2 separate regions of the Channa argus genome follow, and region 2 is linked to region 1. The links are chromatin contacts, called in public Hi-C maps. All regions are on one chromosome and are shown on one strand. Each heading gives the region's core, a stretch centred on a gene start, on an enhancer-like site or on the middle of the called end of the contact. The rest is flanking DNA. Distances are from core to core; before and after follow the strand shown.

The links. Hi-C and Micro-C count contacts between places; a contact is called where the count stands out from the background.
Region 2: a contact with region 1 is called in a Hi-C map of tail fin, with 4 times the contacts expected there. The contact joins the promoter of mrps23 here to the promoter of LOC137129013 in region 1. A contact is called at or near these places in 2 of 4 Hi-C or Micro-C datasets (skeletal muscle and tail fin).

What each region holds. Positions count from the first base shown.
Region 1 is chr6:1,100,074-1,103,313 of Channa argus male v1.0, forward strand. LOC137129013 (gap junction delta-2 protein) reads left to right here and starts at 1,774. Exons shown (of 1, transcript XM_067507780.1): 1 at 1,774-2,880. The coding sequence starts at 1,774. The coding sequence ends at 2,880.
Region 2 is chr6:1,408,020-1,411,259 of Channa argus male v1.0, forward strand. mrps23 (mitochondrial ribosomal protein S23) reads right to left here and starts at 1,676. Exons shown (of 5, transcript XM_067508574.1): 1 at 1,517-1,676; 2 at 614-793; 3 at 79-156. The coding sequence starts at 1,560.

The sequences.
Region 1 (3,240 bases), core at 524-3,023:
ACTTGTACTTTTCGTGCTGGCTATCAGAACCTTTGCATAAACCTGCATTGTGTTCTCTTTCGAGCTGTTTCCATATGCTTTTTGTTTGTCTGTTCCCGGCTGTTCAGAAAAGGAACCCCTCTCATTGTGCTTTAAAATCTTTGTTGTGTTGTATATTACCAGCCTTTGTAGCCACACAGCACAATGGCTGTTGCAGATAGACAGGCTCAATATGTGCGGTCAGCCTATTCTGCCTCACCACGCTCCACGCACCAGGATTCATTCCATCAACCATTGAACATTAAAAATAGCCATGCAAACTGCATGGCAAAAGCTGTGCCATAAAGATTTAATCTGGAACGTTGAAGGTTACATTAAGGTGAGTTGAAATTGCGTCCTGTTATGTAGTTTTCTTCAAAATATGTGCTGTGATTGACCAAATATCTATGTAGATGTGTCCGGCTGTGTTTGAGATTACAATGTGTATACACACACATTAGTATTAGAGTTTACTCAGTAATTAAGGATTTTCAGAACCTCAAGATTCTTAAATTGTTCAAAGGCAGATAACAATGTAAGTTATACCAGTTACATTGAAATTTAAAGTTAAAAAGATAATATATAAACTCAATAAGCCTATGATTTACAATGTTATTATTGTACGAATAGGTACTAATAATATACAGTACCTACTGGTATCTTTGTGAATACAGGACACATACACAGTAGTAGGGTTTGGGAAAACAAACTTTTATTGCCGTGTAATGAGAAATATGGGCACAACAACAACAAAAATATTCTATTACAGTCAACCTATCTTAGAGTTACTGTGTAAGGAAAAGAAATAAAAAGAACATGCTCGCCTCACTCACAGTACAAGCCTGTACTAGGTATGAAGCTTTCCATACTTCTGCACTTAGTATAATGTAAGTACACTATGTTGGTACTCTACTCCTGTGTACTTATTATAATCTGCAGCAGCACTGATTAACTCGACATTATAATAGCACATTTTTAAGACTACAGAAAGTAGTCTGTAGTTACTTAGTAAGCTTACACCTGCAGTAGGAGAAATGTTGCATTTTTCATTACAGTTAGAAAAAGTAAATAGGTTTTATGTCCACTTTTAACATTCACTCACACAGAAAAATAATCAAAAATCCCAGTATTGTACCATTGATGTACTTGGTGTTTTAAAACGACCTCAAAGAGAAACAAAATTATCCTAGAAAAAGGCTAAATCTACAACAACAACACCAAAATATGATTGGAAAATGATCGACATGTACCTAAAATTGCCAACAAGAGTTGCCAAAGGACCAAAAGCAAACCTGAAATGGCAAAAAAATAAACAGCAAAAACACATGAAAAACAGAACAAAACCATCAGAGACAGACATCTATATACATGGGGTGAGGGCCCTTCCACTGTCTGTGCCCAGGGGGCTCATTTTCTCACACTCCATTCTTGGATAAGAGTTGGTACGTAGCAGCAATTTCTCCCACATGGTGACAGCTGTTACTGTTATCAGCCTTGTGGGTTCAGGCTGCTACCACTAGGGCTGAGGTTGCGTCAGTGACCCCTCACTATAATACAACCTCGAGAGGCTTTCGTGTGTTTCTCCCAATAGTGTAGGTAGTTGATTGTGATTAAACGGACTCAAATGAAATCAAAATGAAAAACAAAAACGAAATAAATAGATTTACTGAAGTATGGAAACCTCAATTTATAACACATCTTCATTATTACTAACACATTTCTAACACAATATACTTCTTTCACTAAGGTTAAACTATGGGTGACTGGTCTATACTTGGTCGCTTCCTCTCTGAAGTCCAGAACCATTCTACAGTGATAGGCAAGATCTGGCTTACCATGTTGCTCATTTTCCGGATCCTGCTGGTGGCCCTGGTGGGTGATGCTGTCTACAGCGACGAGCAGTCCAAGTTCACCTGTAACACCCAGCAGCCCGGATGCAATAATGTCTGTTATGACACCTTCGCTCCTGTTTCACATCTACGGTTTTGGGTCTTCCAAATTGTCCTGGTCTCCACTCCGTCCATCTTCTACATCGTTTTTGTTCTGCATAAGATAGCCAAGGATGAGAAGCTGAACGGCCAAAGAGCCCAGGTGGTGGATCACAGGCCTCTAGGACAGGGATGTGGGCATCTGGAAAAGGATGGTATGGAGGCCTTGAGGGTGGGCATGCCCACTTTCTGTCCTCACTACGGCCAGGAATGGGACTTGAGCCAGAGAGACGGGGTACAACAAAGCTTTCTGGAGGAGGATTATGGAGAAGTAGGAGAGGACCCCACTCACCAGTCCAACCAGGTTCTGCTCATTTACATCCTTCATGTGCTACTGCGTTGTATCATGGAGGTCAGCTTTCTGGTGGGCCAGTACTTCTTGTTTGGGTTCGAGGTGCCTCACCTGTACCGCTGTGAGACCTACCCTTGCCCTACTCGTACAGACTGCTTTGTATCCCGCGCCACTGAGAAAACCATCTTTCTGAACTTCATGTTCAGCATCAGCCTGGGCTGCTTTGTCCTCAACATTGCAGAGCTCCACTACCTCGGCTGGGTCTACATATTCCGCATCATCTGCTCAGCCTGCTCCACCTGCTGCAGTCAGGACAGGGACACTGTCAAATTGTACTCTAACCCCAACCCCCTCCTGCTGGAACTTAGGCATTCCCTGAGGGGCCAGTTGGTTCTGCAGACTCCAGCAGCCATGGTCCCGGAGAAAACTAGAAGTCTGCTCAGTCACGCTCCAGCTATCTCCTTTGAGACAGACTCAACTGTGGAATGCATGTCCAAGAGAAGCCCGGAGAGCAGAGACAAAGTAAAGGTTAAGCTGGCCAACATGGCCAGGCTGGGACGGACTAAGAAGTCTTGGTTGTGAGAAAGACATTTTCCTTTAGCAGCATCTTATTTGCCAAAATGGGTTTAAGAAAGCAGGTTTATGGACTGGAGCAGACCCTACATAAACACACAGGAAAGATAATTTGATCAGACTGTTTCAGCTGAAATTGTAAAGGCACTACAAGCTTTTGGTGCATAGAAGAGCTGAAACAGGTGATTTCTATAGTTGTAGCCTAAGTCCATAATACACCGATTGTGTTCTGTTTGTACTGAAGAGTAGTTTTCTCTATTTAAACATTTATGTTTAATGCCAGTGTTCAGTGCTAATGTCACTGTGTCCTTTCTGTAATCAGGTGGTCAATAGGGTGCTATTGATGAGGTGGCTGGTAGGTGACCCGAG
Region 2 (3,240 bases), core at 426-2,925, 310 kb after region 1:
ATTTACAATGTGAATCCACTCTATCGTAAATACAATGCTTGTATTTCACATTTTTTCATAAAACACCAGCAAACATACCTCTGACACGTAGAAACAAAACTGGGTTTGGAAAGATCAAGAGGCCGAGGACCAGTCCCATACTGCTCATAGAACTTCCTAAAAACGGCACACAGTTAAGGGTAAGTGGAGGCCTGAAAAACAGCCTCCCATGTAAACACTGGCATCAGGTCATTTTTATCAGTTTCAATGAGCTCAAGTGAAGTATTCTGTCAGAATCCATGAACTGGGACATCCATTTTCTGAAAACTGATTCGATTCCGTCAGGGAAACAGCAGCCCTAACAGTTTTTTCTACGTTATGATCAGGTGCCTTAACGCATGAACTAGTGGATTCTCGACAAAGGTTTAGTCTAACACAAAAGAAAAAGAATCTCTTTATTTTACTGACCTGCAGCAAATTTCATTCAGTACAGGGTCACGTTCTACCATGTTGCACAACATGAAATACCCCTGACAACACACCTAATTTGTATGTTCTTTTCACTATATTTAGAAAATCACCATGTACGTGCTATGGAAGCTACAGTGATGACGAGAGTGAGCAGGTGACTTACGCTCTAACTTCATCCTCTCTGTAGAAGATTTTGGGCACAGTCTCCTCTTTCTTGATGCTGGGTCTGGTATGTGGTTTCACATGGAGTGGGGCCCTCTTTGGTGGAAAAGCCTCGTACACATCGTACCAGATGGGTTTCTCTGTTGGCTTTATGACTCCAGAGCGCATCAGATCCCGGACCCTTAATGATCATGATCATCAATGATAAAAATTTCAAACAATTATGTAATATTGCTCGGTTCTTGTATGTACACACATACTGTGTGTTCTGCATTTAAAGTAACAACTGTCAGCACAAAAATTGCAGACATTTTTGAAACTTCCTTAAAACTTTATCATACAAAGCTCGTCTGTTTTTTCTCTTATTATCTTTACTCCCGAGTCACAACTTATAAGCATTCTGAGAACACTTTTCTGTAAATAGAAAACATGCAAACAAGTCGCACGTTTATGACGTCATCACACGGTGTCTTTCCACTCGTGTCACCGGGTCATTCTCTAGAAAGAACACTAATAGCTAAAATAAGTATTTACCCATTTTTTTTTTATTGTTTTCCCTCATGTGTTTTCATGTCTCTTTATGTACAGTCAGTGGTGGCTGAGAATGAACGTAACGTTAGCGTCATGCGGTACCGACTCTGCGTTAGCCAACAATGCTAATGACAGCGTCAGTGCTGTGGTAGAAGCACTGAGATGATTGACTAGAGGACAAATGCGTATGACCCGTAATGTGTGTTAAACATTCTTTTATTGCGCTACATCTGATGAATCAGTACTGAACCGATGATTCAGATTCAGGAACCAAGAATGTGTTTAAAAGCACCGATACAAGTGCAGTGATACCAATTGTTACTGACAAGTTAAGAACCTTTACAAACACAAACGTAAAACGCTGCCGTCCTACCTGGTGAATACAGTTCCAAACCTCTCCAACCTGCTGCCTGCCATTTGGTTAACCCGCTCTACGGTAACTAGGCTCGATGGAGGTGAACTGCCACTCGCCTGGAAAGCGGATGAAAGCGAACGACAACAGCGAGGGGCGGTAACAAAAAGCTGCAGTCAAGACAGACAGTTTCCACACGGACTATAAATAGTGAAGCAAATAATCCCATCCGTCGAGGTCTGATCAGTGATAAAGTAAATGTTACCGGATGAATAATAAAGATGATGTAGTCAATCATCATAACTTTTATCTCTTTGTTTTTCTATCTGACAGAGCCACTGCAAATGCTACATAGACTGTATGTGTTTAGGGTTTATCCTCCGTATGAATCACTTGTTTAACACGAAAATGATTAAAATTCTCATTAAATGCTGTCAGTATCACTTTGCTGCTCAATATAAATGATCTGACTGATTTAATATGAAACTACATAAATACAAAACATAATTAAGGGACATGCCATTCAAAGACTCAAACTACATTGTTAGCGGTATAAAACTAAAAATTTGAACTGTCCGTATAATAAACTGATGTATTCAGGGCATCTTAAGTCACAGCATTTATTCTGTTCACAGAATCCATCTTTCTAGTAAAATCCCATAATAATAAAATCAAATTAGTGTCATGTCATGATGTTGTTAGATTAGGTGAGAATCAGGCATTTCCCATCATGTTCTGAGGTTTTGCAGCCAGTGAAGAACAACTGCGGCACCTGGATCCTGAAACTGCAGCCATCTTGATCTGACAAAGTTACATGTACAATTTACATTTACATCTAGTCGTTTGGCCGATGATTTCATCCAAAACCACTTACTTAGTCAGGTACAACTATTATACTTGTCCAGTATAAAAGGGTTTTAAGCAGTATATTGAACATTTTAATATTTTGGCTCTACTGAAATGCATATGTTTGTCTTCTGCTTGTAAATTTTTGGTTGATGAATTTAAAATTTGGAAAAGTAGAACAGACTAATTAAGTCACTAAACCCCTGAACTACACCCATTTTCATATTCAGTCAATTAATTTTGGATTGATGTAAAATGAGGAACGATATTAAGAAAAGGCTATTAATTCTAGTGCAGATACCAGGAACCAAATATTACTGGTCATTATTCACTAGGCCAATTGATCACCACTTGTCCATATAAAGTAAATATTTATGTAATTTAGCTAAGGCTTGAGCTTAATGTGCTCCCATTAAACACTTTATAGGGCGACATCTGCTGGGGACAATTTAGGAATTAATTACATTCATATAAGTCAGACAATATCTATATCACTGTAGTTTACTACCTCTACTCACTGTAAAATATAATAGAGACATTAATGGTAAATGTTCTGCACTTATATAGTGTTTTTCTACCTATTGGCACTCAAAGTGCTTTACACTGCTTCTTATTCACCCATTCACACTCACACTCACACACACACTCACACATACACTGATGGGGGAGCTGCTATGCAGCTGGCCAACACTCACCGGGAGCAACTAAATTGGGGTTCAGCGTCTTATTTTTGAACGCGTTTGAATTTATATATTTATTATATATTATAATATCATACTTTTTCCCCTTTAAAAGTTGAATTTCACTGGGCTGTCAACATTTACTTTATTATTGCTACTAACTAAGGGGTAAAAATCTTAATAAAATGCTGATGATTTCTCAAAATAAATGATCAAGTT